Linked DNA regions of Mus musculus: all the other regions are linked to region 1. Evidence: chromatin contacts called from public Hi-C and HiChIP or PLAC-seq data. All regions are on one chromosome and are shown on one strand. The core of a region is the stretch at or near the end of the contact, and the rest is flanking DNA. Distances in the headings are between cores, read along the strand shown. Region 1 holds the start of Nsun7 (NOL1/NOP2/Sun domain family, member 7). Region 2 has its middle 26 kb from the start of Gm3521. Region 3 overlaps Uchl1os (ubiquitin carboxy-terminal hydrolase L1, opposite strand). Region 4 has its middle 21 kb from the start of Uchl1os.

Region 1 (5,420 bases), core at 2,560-5,059:
CTCACATTCCTCCTGCCTTCCATAGCAATCACCAGGGGAACTGGACATAGCTTTCTTCTTTTTAAATGGGTTTTGTTTTGTTTTGGTTTGGTTTTGGTTTTTTGAGACAGGGTTTCTCTGTATAGTCCTGGCTGTCCTGGAACTCACTCTGTAGACCAGGCTGGCCTCAAACACAGAAATCTGCCTGCCTCTGCCTCCCGAGTGCTGGGATTAAAGGCGTGTGCCACCACGCCCGGCTTCTTTTTAAATATTTTTAAACTTTATTCTGTGTGCATGTGTGTTTTGCTTGTATGTATATCTGTATGAGGGAGTCAGATCCCCTGGAACTGGAGTTACAGACAATTGAGAGCTGCCATGTAGGTGCTGGGAATTGAACCTGGGTCTTCTGGAAGAGCAGCCAGTGCTCTTAACCACTAAGCCATCTCTCCAGCTCCTGGACATAGTTTTCTATGTCCACATTAAATTTAAATAACCAAATATTACATGGATAATTTACACTAGAACTCTCAGTCTACTTATATCTTTTTAGAGTTTACTTATTACATGTAAGTACTGTATTACATGTAACTGTCTTCAGACACACCTGAAGACAGCATCTGATCTCATAACAGAGAGTTGTGAGCCACCGTGTGGTTGCTGGGATTTGAACTCAGGACCTCTGGAAGAGCAGTCAGTGCTCTTAACCTCTGAGCCATCTCTCTAGCCCCCTAGTACTCTCAGTCAATATTTCAAATATTCTACCTCCTGAGGGAAACCATTCTTTAGGTTCCTTTAACAGGCAGAAAGCCCTAGCTGTCTAATTCTGAATTCTGTATCATCTCCATCTTAATGTTCTGATCATGTTACAGAGTGTAATTTAGACAAAGACTACCTGTTTTTATTATACAACTTTCACCACAACTGAATGCATAGACTTATTGCTATGGTTACCTGTTTGTGCTGTACACTGAAATTTAATATGTTTTTTCTGTAGCCTTCACTTCCAGTACAGCAAGATCACAATGAGGCCGTAAGCCAGAAGAGCTAAGGAAGCAAGCTTAAAATCCCTTACACACATGATTAAAATAACTAGTAACCATGACTTTACTAACACAGCTGCCTGCCTAAGTTCTGCTTAAGGAGTATGGCTTTTCTTAGTCAATATCATTTTCAGTACAGCCAAGAGCCACATATTGAACAAGTGTATAAAAAGAAGTTCCTCAAACAATAGTCCGAAAGACAATACTTAAAACTTTATAGCTATCTAGCATCTCACATCCCCTGCAGATTAGACTGTACACTGTGTAGTAGATACACAGTAAAACATATCCTGACCTCCAAGCGGCCTTCCATATTTGTTATCTCTGTGACCGTAGCATTCTTGCTCAGCATCTTAGAAAAAGAGAGGTGTGTGATAAAATGAAGATAAAGATCTAGCAGAACTCAAAACAACCCTGAGATTCCACCTTACACAAGTCAGAATGGCTAAGATCAAAAATTCAGGTGACAGCAGATGCTGTCGAGGATGTGGAGAAAGAGGAACACTCCTCCATTGCTGGTGGAATTGCAAGCTGGTACAACCACTCTGGAAATCAGTCTGGCGGTTCCTCAGAAAATTGGGCATAGTACTACCGGAGGATCCAGCAATATCTCTCCTGGGAATATATCCAGAAGATGTTCTAACTGGTAATAAGAACACATGCTCCACTATGTTTATAGCAGCTTTATTTATAATAGCCAGAAGCTGGAGAGAACCCAGTTGTCCCTCATCAGAGGAATGGATACAGAAAATGTGGTACATTTACACAATGGAGTACTACTCAGCTATTAAAAACAATGAATTTATGAAATTCCTAGGCAAATGGATGGATCTGGAGGGTATCATCCTGCGTGAGGTAACCCAATCACAAAAGAACTCACATGATATGCACTCACTGATAAGTGGATTTTAGCCCAGAAACTTAGAATACCCAAGATACAACTTGCAAAACACATGAAACTCAAGAAGAAAGAAGAGCAAAGTGTGGACAATTTGCCCCTTCTTAGAATTGGGAACAAAACACCCATGGAAGGAGTTACAGAGTCAAAGTTTGGAGCTGAGACGAAAGGATGGACCATCCAGACACTGCCCCACCTGGGGGTCCATCCCATAATCAGCCACCAAACACAGACACTATTGCATATGCCAGCAAGATTTTGCTGAAGGGACCCTGATATAGCTGTCTCTTGTGAGGCTAAGCCAATCCCTGGCAAACATAGAAGTGGATGCTCACAGTCAGCTATTGGATGGAACACAGGGCCTTCAATGGAGGAGCTAGAGAAAGTACCCAAGGAGCTAAAGGGATCTGCAACCCTATAGGTGAAACAACAATATGAACTAATCAGTACTCCCAGAGCTCGTGTCTCTAGCTGCATATGTAGCAGAAGATGGCCTAGTTGGCCATCATTGGGAAGAGAGGCCCCTTGGTATTGCAAACTTTATATCCCCAGTACAGGGGAAACACCAGGGCCAAGAAGTGGGAGTGAGTGAGTAGGGGAGCGGGGTGGGGGTGGGGGCCGTGGCGGTGGGGGTTGGGAGTAGGGTATAGGGGACTTTCAGGATAGCATTTGAAATGTAAATGAAGTAAATACCTAATTAAAAATGGAGGAAAAAAAAGGTCTAGCAGAACTATTTTAGAGTGTGTGTTTTATATCTGGAAAGAATAGAGAAGGTCAATCAATATAGGTATGTACACAGATATAGGTATGTACACAGATATCAATAATGAAAAAATGAAGGCTGCCAAGATCTGAGTTCCCCAACTGTCACAGTTGTGATGGCAGGTCCCTGGTCCTGTTTGGTTTCTGCTTTCAGTTCTGAACACAATGGCAAACAGAAAGTAAGATTTAATAAACACTTGCTCAAATCAGGGGGAAGAGGTATGCATATAACAGGACAACGCCTTTCTGTCATTATGAATCCCCCCCCCCCCACACCCAGCTTACAGGAATTCCCTTGAGTTTTAGTTGGATGCATTCCCCAGCCTTTGTTATTAAGCATGTTCTGTGACTAATTCTGGAGTGGAAACCAAGCAAAATGATGTGTGCATCTTTCCAGCCCTGTCCTTGGAAGGCATGGGCATGTTGTCTTCCTCCCCCTTCTGCCTACAAGTGGACTCGGGATGAGCAACAGGGGCCACCTACCAGAAACCTTGCCTTTCTCAAAGATTTACTGAGTTGGTAAGATACTGCTAGCAGATGCATGAGTCCTCCATACCATGGCCTTTGGGCTAATTGCACAGGGATACAGGGATTACAAAATTTAAAGAGAGAGAGAGAGAGAGAGAGAGAGAGAGAGAGAGAGAGAGAGAGAGAGAGAAGAGAAGAGGAAAAGAAAAGAAGAGAAAAGAAAGGAAAAGAAAAGAAAGGAAAAGAAAAGAAAAGAAAAGAAAAGAAAAGAAAAGAAAAGAAAAGAAAAGAAAAGAAAAGAAAAGAAAAGCGAATTTTTGAGTCTCATGCCTAGACTCAGAATCCCTGATGATGGGTCCAGCCATCTCCATTTTAACGGGCTTCAGGTGCCTGAGAGTTAAACCGCCGGAACTACTTCACCTACTTCAATCTCTAAGTGTTTAAAGAAGGAGACCAAGCCAGAATGCTCAGGAACCCTGGCCTGAGCTTCCAAGTGGGGCTGAACGGCTGCCAACTGCCCACAGGAGTACAAGAAACTGGTGAAGAGTCACCCCTACCAGTTCCCACTGGGAAAGCCTGGCGCAGAGCCCTTCCCCCGCCCCCTCCCGTTGCCATGGAGATCCGGGCACCCTGAGGGACCCGATTTCCGCATCCAGGGTTCAGTGTGGACCCAGCTCCTTGCTCCTTGCTGCCTTACCCACTAGGGCTGCCTCACGAGCTCCGGGACGGTCACGAGAAGTGTCCCCTTAGGGACCCAGAGCTCCGCTTTCTTTCAGGGACCCGGAGAGAGCCGAGAGCTCGGCCTGAGCAGTGTCCCCGGAGCGCGAGGGCGAGCCCCGAGGAGGCAGCGTCTCCCTCAGGGACCCTGGACGTAGCTGGCGCGGGCGCCGAGCGCTTTCCCCCGGCCGAACCCGGTGGGTGGTGTGGCTGCACTTAAACCAAACGGCCTCCGCGGGCCGCGGCTTCCCGGGGCTCCCGAGGGCCTGTTACCTCCTCCATCGCCCCAAGTGCAGAGGCTGCCGCGTCTTCAGCCCCAGAGCCCCGGAAAACATCCCAACCCCAGAGAAGGGCGGATTCGCGGAGAAGGTGATAGGACCTTTACTCCCTGGGATGCCGGGATGCTTAGGGGGACCTAGTGGGTCTGTCCTTAATGGGCTGTGACAAAGGGTGCTGGTGGTGGTGATGCTGGTGGTTGTGGTGGTGAGGTTCTCCAGCTGTCTCCCCCCCTCCCCCCACCCCCTGTGCAAGTTTTCATTGCAGTTGGAAGTATGGGATGTTCCGATGGGCTAGTACATGTCATGTCTCTAAGGTCACAAAAAAAGGGGACATCAAGCCAGGCGGTGGTGGCGCATGCCTTTAATCCAAGCACTTAGGAGGCAGAGGCAGGCAGATTTCTGAGTTCAAGGCCAGCCTGGGCTACAGAGTGAGTTCCAGGACAGCCAGGGCTACAAAGAGAAACCCTGTCTCGAAAAGAGAGAGAGAGAGAGAGAGAGAGAGAGAGAGAGAGAGAGAGAGAGAGAGAGAGAGAGAGAGAGAGAGAGAGAGAGAATTAAGATAGGTGCTGTAGATACAGAGATTTACTAAGATAACCTTCTCTTTTCTCAGAGACGATGCTTAAGACTACAAGGATAGAGATCTCCCTGGACCACATGATTTGAACTTGAAGCTTGAGTTATTGACATCAGGGGCAAACATGCTGGACCCAACGAGTGAAAGGGACCTTTTTGACCAAGAAAACATGGAGGAGATCTCCCAACTCGCTTCCCTGGAGATGTCGGGGGATGTAGTCGCCAATACAAACTCTTCAACCGTCGTCCTAGAAAAACCCAGCTACCCAGACTCCGTGTACGTTACGGCAGCGAACATTTTTCAGGGTATTCGGATCCAAAGGTCGCCAGACAAAGTCATAATAAATTACGGAAGTGAACCCCTGCAGCCCTCCTCCTCCCGCTCCGAGGATGAATCTTTCCAGCGCTTGTCCTATGAGTTGGCTTTCAGTACCCTGAAGTGTAAGTAATAGCAGTTCCTAAAGAGCAGCGCTAAAAGAAAATGGAAAAGCCAGGCACGGTGGCTTATACGTAGTACAAGGCCAACCTGGGCCACAAAGTGAGATTCTGTTTCAGGAGGCGGGGGTGGGGGGTTGGGGGTAGGGTGGAGGGTGGGAGTGGGAATTAATGGAATGCAGCCTAGCTCCTCAAACATATGTGTATCACAACAGTCTAAAAATGAAGGCGTCCTAAGGGGGACTAGAGAATTCGACTGCATTTGCCCTT
Region 2 (5,447 bases), core at 1,469-3,968, 430 kb before region 1:
GTAGAATGTATGTTAATGGTGCTGATTTTTAAAGTGTGATTTAAGTTTACAGTATTACTTGATGCCTCCTTACAGAAGCGAATAGAGAAACGAGGCTCGAACACACCTGTGTCCTGAAGCCTTCGTAACCTCAGTTAGATGATGCCGGAGTTCATTCACTGTCCTCACATTTGAGCTTGACTTCCGTGGTCAGGTGATGAACCTGCTTTGTTGAATTCCCCCTCTGTCTCATTAAAGTGCCACATTGCAGCTAGCAGTTGAAGAATAGACTATAAGATTTTCAGATGGTATATCAGAAACAAAATGTTTTTATTTGTACTATAAAAATGTGATTTTTTTGCTGTCAACTCTGTACTTTTTTATTGAAAATGTTTATAACGTTGCTTTTAAAATTTCTTATGAAACCATTTACAAATTACACAATTAATTTAATAAAATGCTTTCATCACAGTCCAGTGTGAAGAAATCCTTTGTTTGATGTGGTCGGTTTAGTGGCTTAAATATTTAAAGATGTGTCTTTGTGATTCTCTGGGAACAGTGTCATAAAATCTACACTTCTGGACAACCGTGCCAGCTTGTGTTGCTTATGCAAGTGGGTTCACTTTTGGACAAGAAAGGTGGGCTAGCTTCTCTCTTCACACCCTTGCATCTTTTGACTGACAATCAAAATTTGGAGTTATTTGTTCTCATTAGGAACACAAACAATTCTCTAACAGCTTCATTCAGCTCAAAAAAAAAAAAAAAGAATAAGTTATCGAAGATGTTAGCATACTTATTCAACAAATATTTACTGAGCACTTATTACTGAAAATACAGTGTAATATAGTTTCTACTCACAGTTGTCTTATAGTCTCAGCAATTAATATGTGTATAGTGATTCATATTGCCTAATACTTTCATATATGCCTACATGTGGGTCTCTAGGGGATCTTCTTACATAGATGGTGCTTCCCCAGTTCAATGGATAGAGACATAAGGACTACAGAAGTTTACTGACTTGCCAGTTAGTGGCAGAGGCACAACACCAACCGAGACTATCTGATTCCTAGTGTGTAACAGCTGCATATGTCCTTAGAGAGAGACACGAGCTTGATGTGCTGGTGCAGAGACAGGAGGATCTCTTGAGTTTGAGGCTAGCCTGGTCTATATAGTAAGTTCCAGAACAGCTATATATAGTCAGACCCTATCTCAAATAAGAATATAAAAAGTAAAAGAAAAAAAAAAAAAAGAAAAGAGGGGAGGGGTGGCTGGTTAACATGTCTGAAAATCTCTCATTTATGGAGTTGCCTTTGTCCTGTATCCAGAGAAAGCCAGTATTTTGGAGAGATGAGTAACCAAGTATTTTGGATAAGACATAACAATGGCTTATTTCTCTCTTGATACTAAATGCCAGAGGTAAAGATCTAGGACTGGTGTGAGCTCTCTGATCCATGACTGTTTTGAAGAATTTAAGGTCCTTTTAATTTTTTGTCATTTTATTGAAAGGATGGGAGGGTGGCAGTGGGCAGGTGCCAGCGCTTTGAAAGGTGCTTTTTGGAAGCTCTGTAGTACATTTCAATTTTCATTTTATTAGCCAGAATGTAGTCATGAGGTCACGTGCACCTACATCAAGTCTGGGAAGTATCTGGTTCAGACTGCCTATATTTAGCTAAGGTTTGAGTATCCTCTTGAAAGAAAGAATAGCTATCACTCTCTGCCTTGTCATTTTTACCATGATATATGTACAGATAAGTAGAAATTAGTGCTTGATGCATTCCTTTATCAGGTGATTGATAACTTCCAAATACTAAAGAGTAATAAGGATAACCCACAATGTTATGCATTTTGATTTTAAGCATTCAAGTAATCTTAGCAATGGCTGAGGAAATTGATTCCGGGTTCATCATTTGACTGCTAACAGGATCACTTTTGACAACTTAGTGGTAGCACCTGGGTGTAGCCTGTAGACTATTCCTGGTGATACTGCCTAGCTAACCCATTGGCATGTTACTTTATGCCTCCTCTTTTAACTATATCATGTCAAAAAGCTCAATATTTGGTGCGTGTGATTTGCAACAAGTAAAACAGGCTAAGAGCTAGGTTTCCTTCTGTATCTGAGGACTCCGAGCCTGCTTATGAAGAAGGAACTGGGGAGAGGAGGTCACGGTTTTAGATGGTGGGGGAGCTTAACCACGGCTCTCCTGCTACAAATGTGTAACTGAATGAGGGAAAGATGGAAGCATTTAGAAGTCTTTGTCTTTATGTGCGTTAACTTGCCTTTGCTGGGATCTGGCGCTGTCCCTGGGGCCACACTTGTCACAATTTCTTTCACTAGTTTTAATAGCTGAAGAGATATTAGCTCTTAATATCACTGAAGTTTCACAGTATAAGCATATTCATTACGTAAGGGTGGAGAAATGACAGTGAGTGTAACCCATCAGTGGCCTGTCTCCGTCAGATGCAGGAAGCTGCAGGCTGTAAAGTGAGGTGGAGCGGGGTGGTAGTGAGGCCCCTTATCTAAAGGGTACTGGGAAGTGGTGCTGAGGATATTTTCTTTCCCATGACATCAGATAAATACTCTTTTAAACAAGAAGCAGTGAGACATGTCTAAGACAGCCACGCTTCTTTTGAACACCTTGCCTTGAGGCCTGTAGCTTGCATTCTCATTGTATCAGTGGTATAACAAAGGAAGTTGTGTCAGGAGTGACGTGTACTGTAGTGGACACAATTTTCCGAGAGTTGAGAAATCTAGGGTATCCTCTAAAGAAAATGAAAGTATTACTGTGGGAGCCAGTCCTACTTCACCACAAGGGGAAGCCTTGTGGCCTTCATTAGGGAAGGAGCTACGTGACCTGCCAGAGCTCGGTCAGAGCTCCTTGGAGGATGCTAATCTATCTAGTCACGCTCCTGGAATTGTTACATCTGCCTTTTCTATTTAATGTGAGATATGAGCGTGTTTTGTACATACTTGGACTGACCCACTGGGGGAATTGGGAAAGCTACAAATTCTGAATGAAATCATTAACACTCTAAAAACATGGTATAATTAGCAAGTAGGTAGAAGGTGCTGCCAAGGCCAGGTGGAAATGCCCTTTGCCAAAGGTACCTCAGAAAACAACTGAAAGCCCAGAAAACTTGGTACTTATAAGAGACTAATAAGAGACCTCTAAATTAGCACCCTGAAGGACACTTTGTCCTTGAAGGGATGAGAATAGGTCAGATAACTAGTTTCCCCACCCCAGGAGCTGGCAAGGACCATTGCCACTGGTTAATCTTTGGTTTTCACAGATGAACAGCTGAAAGTCACATACCCACCCCATAGTGGTCAAAAAGCAGCAACCCCCCTCAACCCCCCTCAACCCCTCACATCTTTCAAGATAGGAACTGCATTTAAGTGTTCCCAAACTAGTCACGCCATTGTTAGCTGCCTGGCTGAGGCTAACGCAGAGCTCAGAAAACTCACTTGCATCTTGGAGAATGAAGCCTTTATACCCAGCAATGTTTAGGAATTTTGGAAGACTGAAGTATGAACTAGGTCAAGCAGACTATCGGGCACAGTCACCAAAATATAGAGTGGGAAGTGAACAAGATAGGTTTTTTTTTGTTTTTGTTTTTTAAAACACACACACACATTGTAGCTATGTTCAGACACTCCAGAAGAGGGCGTCTGATCACTTTATAGATGGTTTGTGAGCCATCTATAAAAGTGATGGGAATTGAACTCAGGACCTCTGGAAGAACAGTCAGTGTTCCTAACTGCTGAGCCATCTCTCCAGCCCAGATGGTTTCTTCAAAACCAGTTGCAGAGAAGAACACCGATGAAGGGAGGACTTAGACATAAAGGCTGAAATATGTTAGCCAGTTGCCTCTTTCTGTGGGTTCTGGCTCAGCAAAGCAAAATGTACTACAATAAACGGTACTTTAGCAGTGTGAGCACTGAGTGGGTAGTGGTCATGCTGAACTCTTAAGGTTTGCTGCTTTACAAAGTGCATGCTAGAAATGACACGGTAGAGATTTACTTGAAAATAGGTGGTGGGGGATGCACTAATATAGCTCAGGATCTACGTGGATTCAAGCATGGATTGGCAGTCAGGAGGGTCAATAATTTGGAGTTTGGATGGTATGGGGGAGATCTTGCCTCAAAACCAAAATCCGTTTGGATGTAAGTTAGTAACTGTTGAAGATGGGCTGAATATTGAATACCTACTTTTGAATACACTTAAAACTGTATAGACAGTTTTTGGTTGTGGTAGGATTTTTGGTTTGTTCTCTCTTATGAGACATGATCACGTGAGGAGGCCTAGACTAAAGTTCTTCTCATTTCTGCCTTCCATATGTAGGAACTGCAGATGTGCCACTGTGTCCAACTGAAAACGTTTTTCCTTTCCTTTCCTTTCCTTTCCTTTCTCTTTCTCTTTCTCTTTCTCTTTCTCTTTCTCTTTCTCTTTCTCTTTCTCTTTCTCTTTCTCTTTCTCTTTCTCTTTCTCTTTCTCTTTCTCTTTCTCTCTCTCTCTCTCTCTCTCTCTTTCTCTTTCTCTTTCTCTTTCTCTTTCTCTTTTTCTTCTTTTTCTTGTCAGTGGGTTATTTAAAGAAGTGGAGGGTAGGTAGGCTTGTGTCTGGAATGAGTTCTTGCAGAATTAACCTGCCTAGTAGCTACTACCGTGGCTAGATTTGAAGGTGAGGCACCAGGAAGGAAGCTACCACCACAGATGTTTCTAGCTTACCCTGAGTACATATCAGAAAAGGTTTGCAGAAAACGGAGACATCTCTGCTACGTGATTTCTCAGCAGAGTAAGCAATAGCAACAGAGGTGCCCTGGACCTTACTACTTCCAGACCTCAGCAAGGCCGATTTTCCGTAGAGAGCTTCATCTGCAGGCATGGTCTGGGAAGCAAGTTTTGCAGCCCTGCAGCACAGCAAGCTCATTAGAAGTGGAGCAGGAGAAGGTGACGTCCATATCTGCTACACTGGGGAGAAGAGATAGATACACTGGGGGCAGTTGTGTGCCTCGTCCCAGCTACTTAGGGATCTTGGGGAAACACTTGTCCGCTAGTTTAAGCATAGTCTCTGCAGCATGACAAGCCCCCGACAAACCCGATGTTTGGCTTGTAGCCGTTACTTTTCCTGCTGCTGTGATAAAGCAAGCTAGGGAAGAAGGGGCTTTATTTTGGCTCACAGTCTGAAGGTGCAGCTCATCACAGCGGGGTGTGTGTGTGTGTGTGTGTGTGTGTGTGTGTGTGTACTCCGGTCGAGTCAGCCTGTCAGGCAGGGATGCCTAAAAGCTGCTCATGAGGCAAAAAGAGTTTCAAGAAAGCTCTTCTCCTAGAGTCTGACATTATCTTAATTCTCCATTCCCGCGTTAGTCTAGAGTATAGATCCACGTGCTCTCTTTCAGTATTTTCCTATTATAAGTGCCTTTTAAGATTAAATTCTAACATAGCTAAAGCCTTCCGCCAGTGTTCCTACAG
Region 3 (6,167 bases), core at 1,105-3,604, 390 kb after region 1:
GGAGGGAGCTGCAGGAGGGGGCTGGGGGGGTCTGCAGGAAGGAGCTGCAGGAGGGGGCTGGGGGGGTCTGCAGGAGGGAGCTGCAGGAGGGGGCTGGGGGGGTCTGCAGGAGGGAGCTGCAGGAGGGGGCTGGGGGGGTCTGCAGGAGGGAGCTGCAGGAGGGGGCTGGGGGGGCTGCAGGAGGGAGCTGCAGGAGGGGGCTGGGGGGGTCTGCAGGAAGGAGCTGCGGGGGGGGGGTTGGGTGCAGGAGGAGGCTGTGGGGAGGGGAAGCGACAGGAGGGGGTTGCAGGGGGCGGTGCAGGTGGGGGCTGCGGGGGGGGGGTGCAGGAGGGGGCTGCAGGGGTGGGGAGATGGGGGGGCGTGCCTCAGGGTGTGTGTGGAAGGCCGCACAAATCAGGAAGGCCTGCCAGGTAAACTGACTTTTCTATGGTGTCTTTGTAAATAAATCGGCAAGGCTTTCAAAACATTAAAAGATTATATTTATTTGTCTGTAATGTGGATGTAGCCACGGCCTGTCACGGAGGAGGTCAGAGGACAGCTTGTGGGAGTTTTCTTCTTCTACTCTATGGGTCCAGGGGATTGAATTCTGGTTGCCAGATTTGGTGGCAAGCACGATGCCTGTAGAGCCATGTCACCAGCACCAAATCCATAGGCTTTTGACCAGTACTTGCCCTGTATTATCTGTTAGACTCACAGGGTGGGGCGAGTCGATCTGTTTCACTCAGTTTCTCCCCTGGTCTATTTGAGGCTACTTTATTAGGAGCACACAGTATTTTTTAATAAATTTTCTCTGGTTAATATTTTAAATAAATTTCTCTTCTCTCTTTTATTATTATTTATTTATTATTTTATTATTATTTATTATTTTTTTTATTATGTATACAGCTTTCTGCCTGGATGTATGCCTCCAGGCCAGAAGAGGGCACCAGATCTCACTACAGATGGTTGTGAGCCACCAGGTGGTTGCTGGGAATTGAACTCAGGACCTCTAGAAGAGCAGTCAGAGCCATACCGCCAGCCCCCTTCTTTTACTTTCAATCTGGCCATATCCGAATGCTTGAGGTATGATCCAAAATAGCATCCATTTGGAAAATCTAACTGTACAACACTTGTACGCCTAGTTCATTTACATCTGGCTTGTTCCTTTGCATTTGTCTCTCTGACCATTTTACCTTTTCGTCCCAACTTGTTCTGGACTTTCACTGTTTTTTTTTTTTTTCATAGATCCTGGTCTTTGGAGGGGTTGATTACATTTTTTTTTAAATTTATCTCTAATCGATTGAATTTACAGACCTTTTATTAATCTTCCTTGAAATACTACTATGACCATTTAAGTTATTTGGCTCTAATTTTGAATTTCTTGGCCCTTGCCAGAACAATTAAGGACCTTTGAATATTTTTATTTTCAATATACTATGTTCCTATGCAGAACAGTATTCTAAATATTAGCTTCTTATTAATACCATAAAATAAAAGCTATTTTACACAACTAATATTTATTTGGAGTTCTATACATGCTTCTAAAAAAACATCACTTTAGCCGAATGGTGGTGGGACACACCTTTAGTCTCAGTGCTTGGGAAACAGAGGCAGATGGATCTCTTGTGAGTTTGAGACCAGTCTGGCCTACAGAGCTAGTTCCAGGACAGGCAAAGCTACACAGAGAAACCCTGTTTCAAAAAAAAAAAAAAACAAAAAAACAAACAAAGAACCACACACACACACACACACACACACACACACACACACACACACACACACAGAGAGAGAGAGAGAGAGACCCACATTACTTTAATCCTTTTTCCGTAGACCATCTGTTGGATTATTCTCTTCCTTAATTCTAATTCACTGTAACTGATAGTAAATGTATTTCCTGTTTATATGTACATTTTCCCCCCTTTGTTTTGAAAGATAATTTGGATGGATGTGAAATTCCAGGGTGGCAGTTATATTCTCTAAGCAATTGTTTTCTGAGACAGGATCTCATGTATCCTAGGTTGGCCTCTGGCACGCTATGTACCAGAGAATGAACTTCTGGTCCCCCTGCCTCCACCTCTGAGGTACTGGGATTGCAGGATGACATCACTACGCTCAGCTTTGTTGGAGAGACAGATCCAGGGCGTTGTGTGCGCTGTGCACACACTCTGTGAAATGTGGCACATTTCCAGACCACTCCCAGCCTGTGGGAGATGCTGTCCCACTGGCGTCTGGTTTCCTAGCTGCTGCTAAAGTCAGTGGTGATGTTTTCATTCTGCTTTCTGCATGGCAGATTCTAAAAACCTTTTGTTTATAGGGCTCCGCAGTTTCACTACTTCTACCTAAGCATGGATTCCTTTTTAGTTTCCCCAGTTTTAGACAGGATGTGGAGGGGGTTTGGTTGGTTGGTTGAGTTCTGCTTTGTGAAACAAGGTTTCTCTGTATAGTCCTGGCTACCCTGGAAGTGGTATTATGTGAGAGTGTTGGATCCCCTTGAGCTGGAATTACAGACAGTTGTGAGCTACCATGTGGGTGCTTGGAACTGAACCTGAGTCTTCTGGAAGAGCAGCCAGTGCTCTTAACCACTGAGCCACCTCTCCAGCTCCCACACGCTATTTTGTTTTAGGTTGCTTCCTTTGTTTAGACCACTAAATAGCCAGAGAGGAACAAGGCACTATGCATCTATACATTGATTTTCTTCACTAAAAAAATGCTTTGTTAGATCTTAGAACTCAACTACTCAAGAAAATAAAAATCTCTCTCCATGGTGCATTTATAGATTAAAAAAAAAACAAAACCACTTGCTTATCATATTCCTCACATACTAACCTTCTTATAAAAGAAAACAGACAACCTGGCTCAGAAGCACATGTCAGAAACCAATTTTAACTGGCAATTCCCGTCTGTCCCATACCAATGATATAAAAAGGGTCTAATGGCCAAAGTTAAGGAATTAAAAAGTACAGTGTTCGTTCTTTATTTGATTTTCTATACATGCCAATCTATGTGAAAATTTAATTCATAAATTAGGTAGAGCAGAAGATTAATGGCAGAAATTAATGATAAAAATAGCAATTATAACACACCGTATAAAACGTATGTGAATATACTTTCCTCAGAGTGTCTCATTGTACTTCATTGACCACACTTGGCCAATACTTCAGAAACAGAATGTGCACATTAGGGGAGACCATCACAGATTTAACTTAATCTTCTTTTAAAAACAGATTTTTCTATTTTAAAATTGTGTGTGTGTATCTGTGTATGGGCTCCTGTGTAGTGCCCACAGAGGCCAGGGGTGGTCACTGGGCTCCTGGGAGCTGGGTTGTGAGCCACCTTACACGGATGTGGGAACTGAACTCAGGTTCATTAACTTAGGTTTTCATGTAAAGGGGTCCAGACATTTCTTTTTTGTTGTTGTTGTTTTGTTTTGTTTTTCAAGACAGGGTTTCTCTGTAGCCCTGGCTGTCCTGGAACTCACTCTGTAGACCAGGCTGGCTTCGAACTCAGAAATCCGCCTGCCTCTGGTTCCCGAGTGCTGGGATTAAAGGCGTGCGCCACCATGCCTGGCAGGGGTTCAGACATTTCTAATCTTCTGCTGCTTGAGGTCCTAGGCATCTCAGAGCTGGAAGAAACCCAGAGGTCATGTGATCTTCATTTTTTCTCTTGAGAAAACTGAGATGTAAGAAGTCAGTTAACCTGATCTACATCTGAACCCCTGAAGTTGGCCACCTGCTTCCCAGGAAGAACCGGGGACCACAGGACGGGATCAAGCTCCACTGTGTGGCTCCACTATGTGCTTGTCGTGCAAGCATGAGGACCTAAGTTCAAATCCCAGTACCCACATAAGAGTCGGGCATGGCCATACACTTTTAAATCCCGGAGACAAAGACAGAAGGAGGTGAGGGTTGGCTGACCAGGCAGTCTAGACAAAATGACAAAGTTTAAAAAAATAAAACGGGGAGTGATCAAGTAAGAAATCTGACATCAACCTTTGGTTTACACACATACTCACACACACATACACACACTCACACACATACACTCACACAAATATACATACAAGCACACACATTCACACACACCCAAGTACACACACACTCTCTCTCACACACATACTCATATACACAAATAAATATATAGAGATTTTCTTGTACCGAATATAGCTCTTGTTACCTGCTATCAATGTCACTGTGTTTGCCCATGTCCTCAGCCCTCACTTCAGGAACTCAAGTTCACTGTGAGCAATGCACATGGCCAGCTACCCTGAACACCACTAAACTGTGAAGAGCTTATTTAAAAAACAAAACAATGCTGGGCAGTGGTGGTGCTCGCCTTTAATCCCAGCACTTGGGAGGCAGAGGCAGGCGGATTTCTGAGTTCGAGGCCAGCCTGGTCTACAAAGTTGAGTTCCAGGACAGCCGGGACTATACAGAGAAACCCTGTCTTGAAAAAAAAAAAAAACAAAAAAACAAAAAAACCCCAAACCAAACCAAACCAACAACAACAACAACAACAACAACAAAACAACATTGTGTTGTCTGGCTTCTAAAATATATAGACGTTTTTGTTGTTGTTTAAACAATTGTTAAAAAAAATTGAATGAACCTGCTTCCCCTGAAAAGTAGCTATAAAATTGATGGTTTATCTTAAAATTGATCAAACTGTAAGTGTAGAAGACATGTCTTGTCATTGGCTTTCTCCTCTGTCATTCCAGCCTGGCCCGGCACTCTGCATGAAGAGGCAGGAACTGAGAGCCCATGGTTTTGCTGAATTTCATCTCTTGTGTTCATCCTTTTCTTGCTCCTCACAGACCTCCGAGGGTCGGAAATTGGAGGCAAATTGACTTTACCATGGGAACTAAGTGCAGCAATTTCTTGGCGTTCTGCATCGTTTTAGCTGTGCTATTTTTATTTCTTAAAATATCTAGATGTCAGAACCTCGCTTCTAAAGAGACATTATGGACTAAAGATGCCAAGCATGGTTTTTTAAAAAGCGCCAAAGAAGGACTTTCAATAATTAATGCCACGCTAGTTATAAATTCTAGCCAGACTGGGAAATCTCAGGGTGAGGCGGGCAGATCAGCGAGCTGGTGACCTGCTGTGGCTAGGCCACCAAGGGGGTCACTTCAGCACCTTCTCCTCTGCGAGAAAAAGGAAGTGACGCTTAGCCTGCATCTTTATCAGAAAGGACAAAGCCGGCAGTGCTGGGCTTCAGAAAGGAGGTAGGCAAGAGACTGGAATACAGAGACTTGGAAATCATATGAACTCTGGTGTTTACAGCCTCTGTGAACCTCAGTAGAAAATATTCAATAGAAACTTGGGTGTCAGATGTCAGTATCAAGATTCAGTGGACATAACCCAGGTGACTTTGGAGAATAACTGAAAAGATCTTGCTCCTTCCCCACCTCCTTCCTTGCGTCACTTCTGACATCACAGAGAATTACTCAAATATTTGGGTCCGTTGGTTCTGTGCTTGACTATCCTGCCTTCTTAAGTGCACAGTATACTCTATGCCCATACCACTCAACTGGTAAAAGCAAGAGTCCTTTGTCACTATAGCACAGCTAAATTTGTGACATGATTGGCCCAATTTTTGCCAGTTTTTATAAACATTAATATTATTTACCTAGTCTTTCAGTTTGCGTTCTCTTGCTGTGATAAACACCAGCTTGGGTTGATAAAAATCAACCTTACTTTATCTTCTGACACCCAGGTCATATTCCATTACTGAGGGAAGTCTCAAGGCAGGAGCCTGCAGGCAGGAACTAAAGCAGAGACTGCAGAGAAATGCTGCTTATTGGCTTGCACGCTCTGGCTTGCTCAGCTACCTTTCTTATACAGCCCTGCCTAGGGATGGCACCACCCACAGTGGACTGGGCTCTCCTATATCAAGTAGCAGTCAAGCAAGTGCCTCACAGGCATGTTGTCTGAGTTAGATTTCTATTGCTAGGATAAAGACTATAACCAAAACTTGGGGAGGAAGGGTTTATGTCACCTGAAGGCTTTTAGTCCTTCCTCAGGAGAAGCGAGGCAGGAACTCGAGGCAGGAACCTGGAGGTGGGAACAGAAGCAGAGTCATGGAAGAATGATGCTTACTGGCTTGCGCTGTAGGACTTATTCAGCTTGCTCGGAGGTGGCACTGCTCCCAGGGAACTAGTCCCTCCCACATCAGCTATTCAAGAAAATCCA
Region 4 (5,667 bases), core at 133-2,632, 440 kb after region 1:
GAACTGAACACGGGTTCTCTGCAAGAGCAGCACCTGCTTTTTAACTGCTGAGCTCTCGCCAGCCCTGTTTGGGTTTTGTTCTTTGTTTTGGTTTGTGTTTTAAGTTATAGACAAAAGAAGATTGCCTCAGCCCACGGTTCTGGCTCAAGGTTGAGGGGCTGTGTCCCGTGATGACCTCTGGAGAATTCCGAGGTTACTCGGGGTATTACACGGTGAGCCTGGCCAGTGGTGCTGAGTGTTAACAAGGGAATTGTTTAACTGGAAATCTGAACGATGGGGCCAAAAGCATTTTTAAAACGTGGGCTCGTGGGTTTATTTGCTTTGAGTGAAATGAAAATATCTGTAGTACTTCTCAGCCGTGCTCCGTAAGCTAAGCCAGTTAAACTCTTTAGAGCACAGAAAAGATGAAGAAGGAAGTGATGGGGACAGGGCGAGAAGAGAGAGGAGAGGGCCATGTGATCAAAATACACTCTATATGCATATGAAAATATAATGAGACTCATATATAACTAATAGAACAAAAATGTCTCTAATAGTTTCAGGAAAACCTTCAAATATCTAGCATTCGGATGTTTAAATACAAATTTAGGCTCCCCCCCCCATTGTTTTCTTTTATTGAAAAAAAAAGATGCTGGGTTTGGAGAGATGGCTCAGCAGTTAAGAACATTGACTGCTCTTCTGGAGGCTGGGGTTCAAATCCCAGCACCCACAGGGCAGCTCACAACTGTCTTTAACTCCAGTTCCAGGGGATCCTGATATTCTCACACAGACATACCTGGAGGCAGAACACCGATGTAAATAATATTTTTAAAATTAGGAAAATGATAGATTCTTTTCTCATACACTATATCCTGATTACAGTTTCCCCTCCCTCTACTCCTCCCAGTTCCTCCTCCCCTCCCCCCTCCCCTCCCCCCTCCCCTCCCCCCTCCCCTCCCCTCCCCTCCCCTCGCCTCCGGACCCACTCCCTTTCTGACTCTCATTAGAAAAGAACAGGCTTCTAAGAGACAACAACCAACATGACAAAATGTAATAAGATGAAACAAAAGCTATCATATTGAAGTTGAACACGGCAGCCCCACAGGAGGAAGAGAGTCCCAAGAGCAGGCACATGAGTCACAGGCCCATTCATTCTCATGGTCAGGAATCCCATAAAGATGCTCAGCTGATAGCTAGTGCAGACCACTGTGGGCCCGTGACTGCTGCTTCAGTCTCTGGGAGCCCGTATGCACTTTGATTATGATTCAAAGGGCTTTCTTCTCCTGGTGTCCTCCACCCCCTTTGGCTCTTACATTTTCTGCTTCCTCTTCCACCGGCTCCCCTGAGCTCTGAAGGGAGGGATTTGATGGAGACCTGCATGTTTAGGTGGTCCTAATGAGTACTAGTAATGAGGGGTGCAGAGTCTCAGCTGGTCATCTTTTGTACCCAGGTGAGGCATCCAGTGGCAGGACTAGGTTGTATTCACCTGAATTGCTGGCCAAGGGGGTCCCATGGAAATCCCCAAACACCCCACACTGATGCTGAGACAAAAGGTTGCTCTCTGAAAACTGGCAACAGGGCCACATTGCTGAAGACAACACCCACACAACTCATTGAGCATGGAGAAGCCAAGCTGTGCCCGTGTGGAGTCTTAACCCCTGTGTTCTAGTCTCTCTGGTAAAGGAACACACTCTGCAGGCTACCTAGAGAGAAACATGAACACCATCCCAGCCACAAAACCTTCCACCTACAATCTATCCTGCTGCAGAATATGCTAAGGCAATGGTAGCACAGGACTTGTGGGCATAGCAACCAGCCAGTGTCTGATTGGACCTAAGGCCCACTCCAGAAGAAACCCACACAAAACACTGCTTGGGTAACAGAGAACCAGAGACTAGATAGCTCAGAGACCTAGAATAAAACCAAACAGCTACTGATCACAAACAAACAAGACCTAGAATAAAATCTAACAACTACTGATCACAAACCAACCAACTAACAATTCTAATGATAATCTTCTACAATTATAAATCAGAGCTTTATCCAAGGCTTATCAGAAAGGGTTCCTCTGGCAGCAGATGGTAACAGATTCAGAGACCAGCAACCAGACATTATGCAGGGGTGGGGGGGGGGAGGGGAGAGAGAGAGAGAGAGGGAGAGAGAGAGAGAGAGAGAAGGAGGAGGAGGAGAGAGATGGGAGAGAGGGAGAGAGGAGAGGGGAGAGAGATGAGAGAGAGGGAAAGAGAGGAGAAGGAGAGGGGAGAGAGAAGAGAGATGGGAGAGAAAAGAGGGAGGGAGAGGGAGAGGGAGGGAGAGAGAGAGAGAGAAAGGAGGAGAGGAGAGAGAGATGGGAGAGGGAGGGAGGGATAGAGAGGAGAGGGGAGAGAGATGAGAAAGAGATGAGAGAGAAAGGGAAAGAGAGAGGAGGAGAGGGGAGAGAAGAGAGATGGGAGAGAAAAGAGGGAGGGAGAGGGAGAGGGAGAGGGAGGGAGAGGGAGAGGGAGAGGGAGAGGGAGAGGGAGAGGGAGAGGGAGAGGGAGAGGGAGAGAGAGAGAGAGAGAGAGAGAGAGAGAGAGAGAGAGAATCTTAAGCCTAAATTCTCTGTTTACATCCAAAGTACATTAAATGACTTATTCAAAGCTATGCTCATTATGGCCACAAGGTGGCAGTACAGGAAAACCTATGGCATTTTTGTAGCCAAGCAGAAGTAACCAGGAGGAGCAGTGTGGACACCACCCTCATTTTGCCCAGTGTTTTGGGCTAGATGATCTTGTCTAGATATATTTTAGCCAACATGAACCCTGAGGATTGGATATTTTTGCTGGGCCATTCATAGTTCTGCCAAGTTTTATTATTTTATGGTAAAATCAAAATGAACAATAATAAGTTCAAATCAGAAGTCCATTATACAGAGGGAATGGGGAAGAGGGCTGGGGGGAGGAGGATCAACAGGAATGAAGATACATGAAAACGGTGTAACAAGATGCACTATTCTGTATGTGTTTTAAAAGCTAGCATGATTAATGATTAATAATACTCTGCTGACATTGAATTAGATTTTTATCCCCCAAATGATGGGTTTTACATAATCAATTTTATGAAGAAGTAAAGTATTGTATTCAGATCTGTCTTATTGGGAAATGCTGAAATCACCTGTAGAGTATTAAAGTGTAAGATCTCTGTAGAGCCGAGTGTGATCACACAAGCCTATAATCTCAAAGCCCGGGAGGTGGAAGTCGGATCTGTTGTGAGTGTGAAGCCAGACTGAGTTAATGAGACCCCATCTCAAAACATTTTTTGATAAATTAAATAGGTCTTTAGGGAAGTATTTGCCCCAGCACTACAGCTAGCATTCCCCTCTTTTTCCCTTTCTTTGGCTTTGGCTTTGATTTAAGACTCAGAAACTAAAAGCATTCTTAGGTTCTAAATCCCGTGTCTTATGCCTGACTGGTCTCTGCCCCACCCCACACAGGGATGTGTGGATTTTAGGCTGACTTTGACAGGATTGCAGGCGTGTACCATCACAGCCTGTTTCATATGATGCTGGAAGTGAACCTGGAGCTTCATGCGTGCCAGGCAAGTCCTGTCAATGGAGCTACATCCCTAGCTCTTTCTTCTCTTGTGTGTGAGTGTGTGTACATCTATTTCTGTGTAGTGTGTGTATAGTATATGCATATGTTTATGTATGTGGAGTATATGTAATGGGTACAGTATGTTTATGTGTGCATGTGTGTGTATATATGTGTGTAGTGTGTGTGTATACTTCTATTTGTGTGTAGTGTATATAGTGTTTGTTAGTGTGTTTACATGTGTGTATAACTGTGTGTATATATGTGTGTATGTGTATGTATACTGTATGTAGATAGTATGTTTATGTCTGTATATATGTGTATGTTGCATATAGTATATGTGTGCGTATGTGTGTATTGCATGCATGTGTATAGTGCAAGTATATGTGTGTATAGTGTGTTTATGTGTGTGTATATGTGTGTGTATGTGCCCAGTGTGCCTGTGTGTAGTGTGTGTGTATGGTATATTATGTGTGTGAGTGTGTGTGTGTGTAGTGTATGTATATATGTGTGCATGTGTGTATCTGTGCAGAGGCTTGTGTCACGTGTCTTCCTCACTTCCCACTCTATTTCTGAGGAAGAATCTTACACTGAACTGAGAGCTCCCTGATTTGACAAAACTCACTGGCCAGGAAGCTCCGGGAATCCTCCTGCCTCCACCTCCCCAGTGCTGGGTTTATAAGCATCTCCTACCCTGTCTGTCCTTCAAGACAGATGCTAGGGAACAAACTCGGCGCATGCTTATGTGGCAAACACGTTGCTGACTGAACCACCTGCCCAGCTACTCTGCTTTTATTTAAAATTTGCCCTGATTCATAATCGTACACATTTATGGGGGTAGTATAATGGTTTGGGATATGTGTATATCTTGTAGTGATCCAATGAGGGTCATGAGATTAAAAAACAACAACAACAACAAGCAAAGAAGTTAGTATCTAGAGATTCAAAAGACTGTGCACAGGGTTTTAATCTACAGAACACCCCAGAGGGACTTTGGAAAGCTACATCTAATGTGGCACTCGGGCTTCATCAGGGAGGCTGTCTCCTGCCTAGCCTGGCTCTGAGCACCAAATGCACGTGGGGCCTGCCCCTTGCTACCACAACAAAGAATTTAGTACAAATTTCTGTCGCTGTGGACTACCTAATTTGACTAGAGACTCGTTCCTAAGAAATCTGTGGGAAGCAGAGTCCCACAGTGGTCACTGCACTTCCCAGCCTTCCGTGTACAGACCTGTCGCTGTCCCCGGAACTCAACACTCATATACACAGCACTTTAAGGGATTTTTACACGTATGACAAGGTCCCAATTGAGTTGACCTGAGGGTGTAATGGTTCTGCTCGGCTGGTCTGATACTCCTTGAAAAGGATTAAGCTTTTCCTAGGTGAGGAGTGTCCAGGAGCGAGGGTAGCCCACAGATGACGAGAGCCAGCAATAAGGAATTTGGCTAACAGCCTATCTGAGCCTGTTCTACCCCAGAACCACCAGAAAGGGACCCAGCTCAGCCAACTTCTTCATTTCAGCTTGCAAGACCCTGAGCAGACCCCCAGCCATGCCACACTAGACTCCTGACTGATATTGGGTGCTAAAACATGGGTCGTGGTATTCCGCTTTGCTTTGGGGGTCATCCAGGATGTGGCAACCTAAAACTCATGTGCAAGATGGTGCCACATGTCATGGAAGCATGGGGAACCTCCTCATTGTCCCCCCTAAGCCATCCCCTGCTTCCCTTGTCACTCAGAGCTGGACCAGGAAGACAGCATGTGGCTCGTCCATCTCCTCCCCTCTAGCCCCCCAAGTGTGAGGTGCAAGGGCGTTGTGGCGAAGGGCCATAAGCCGACTGCTGGGACCTCTTGCAGATGTCTGAGGTCACTGAGGTTCCTCTGGCCCAGCCTGGAGCCTTTGTCTGCATATGCTTTTCATCATGAGACACCAGGCTGGCGAGACATAAACAGGAAAGGTGACATGGAAGCTCGGTTATTTACTGAAATCTGACCTGCAGGGCTCACCCATTGCTGTGGAAGGTTACAGAAATCCTATTTGTTTGAACACAGTTATAGAAATATTCTTTGTGTTCATGGGAATGAAATATTTCACATTTTGTATGTGGTGAGGAATTCC

What was found. Hi-C and Micro-C count contacts between places; a contact is called where the count stands out from the background. HiChIP or PLAC-seq counts read pairs in DNA pulled down with a chosen protein or histone mark.
Region 2: an H3K27ac HiChIP or PLAC-seq map of microglia shows a contact between it and region 1, with 6 times the contacts expected there. The contact joins the enhancer-like site here to the promoter of Nsun7 in region 1. A contact is called at or near these places in 1 of 15 datasets of contacts at CTCF or cohesin (pro-B cells), 7 of 484 Hi-C or Micro-C datasets (the AtT-20 cell line, Th2 cells and embryonic stem cells) and 2 of 115 datasets of contacts at active chromatin or transcription factors (memory CD8 T cells and microglia).
Region 3: a contact with region 1 is called in a Hi-C map of embryonic stem cells, with 5 times the contacts expected there. The contact joins the enhancer-like site here to the promoter of Nsun7 in region 1. A contact is called at or near these places in 12 of 39 promoter capture datasets (the C10 cell line, cranial neural crest, embryonic stem cells and 5 more), 5 of 15 datasets of contacts at CTCF or cohesin (the NIH/3T3 cell line, embryonic stem cells, pro-B cells and 1 more), 55 of 484 Hi-C or Micro-C datasets (the 63-12 cell line, the AML12 cell line, the C2C12 cell line and 17 more) and 14 of 115 datasets of contacts at active chromatin or transcription factors (craniofacial prominence, embryonic basal ganglia, embryonic hindbrain and 5 more).
Region 4: a Hi-C map of the N1E-115 cell line shows a contact between it and region 1, with 10 times the contacts expected there. The contact joins the enhancer-like site here to the promoter of Nsun7 in region 1. A contact is called at or near these places in 8 of 39 promoter capture datasets (the 3T3-L1 cell line, frontonasal cranial neural crest, hippocampal neurons and 4 more), 1 of 15 datasets of contacts at CTCF or cohesin (embryonic stem cells), 25 of 484 Hi-C or Micro-C datasets (the HL-1 cell line, the N1E-115 cell line, the STO cell line and 15 more), 9 of 115 datasets of contacts at active chromatin or transcription factors (craniofacial prominence, embryonic basal ganglia, embryonic forebrain and 5 more) and 1 of 9 other capture datasets (pancreatic islet).

The regions. Positions count from the first base shown.
Region 1 is chr5:66,256,089-66,261,508 of GRCm38.p6, forward strand. It overlaps Nsun7 (NOL1/NOP2/Sun domain family, member 7), which reads left to right and starts at 3,810. Exons shown (of 13, transcript NM_001302833.1): 1 at 3,810-4,233; 2 at 4,753-5,156. The coding sequence starts at 4,841.
Region 2 is chr5:65,829,658-65,835,104 of GRCm38.p6, forward strand. It overlaps a transcript of N4bp2 not described here. Among named protein-coding and RNA genes, the nearest start is that of Gm3521, 26 kb to the right of the region's middle. Within about 2 kb of position 2,719, at least 35 of the 459 cell types and tissues checked have an H3K27ac peak or open chromatin away from gene starts, as enhancers often do. A contact at or near this core is called in microglia, where this site is marked.
Region 3 is chr5:66,652,352-66,658,518 of GRCm38.p6, forward strand. All of the region lies in intron 1 of Uchl1os (ubiquitin carboxy-terminal hydrolase L1, opposite strand), which reads right to left. Among named protein-coding and RNA genes, the nearest start is that of Uchl1, 21 kb to the right of the region's middle. Within about 2 kb of position 2,355, at least 37 of the 459 cell types and tissues checked have an H3K27ac peak or open chromatin away from gene starts, as enhancers often do. A contact at or near this core is called in the C2C12 cell line, nephron progenitors, uterus and 1 more, where this site is marked.
Region 4 is chr5:66,694,644-66,700,310 of GRCm38.p6, forward strand. No RefSeq gene overlaps it. Among named protein-coding and RNA genes, the nearest start is that of Uchl1os, 21 kb to the left of the region's middle. Within about 2 kb of position 1,383, at least 2 of the 459 cell types and tissues checked have an H3K27ac peak or open chromatin away from gene starts, as enhancers often do. A contact at or near this core is called in the N1E-115 cell line, where this site is marked.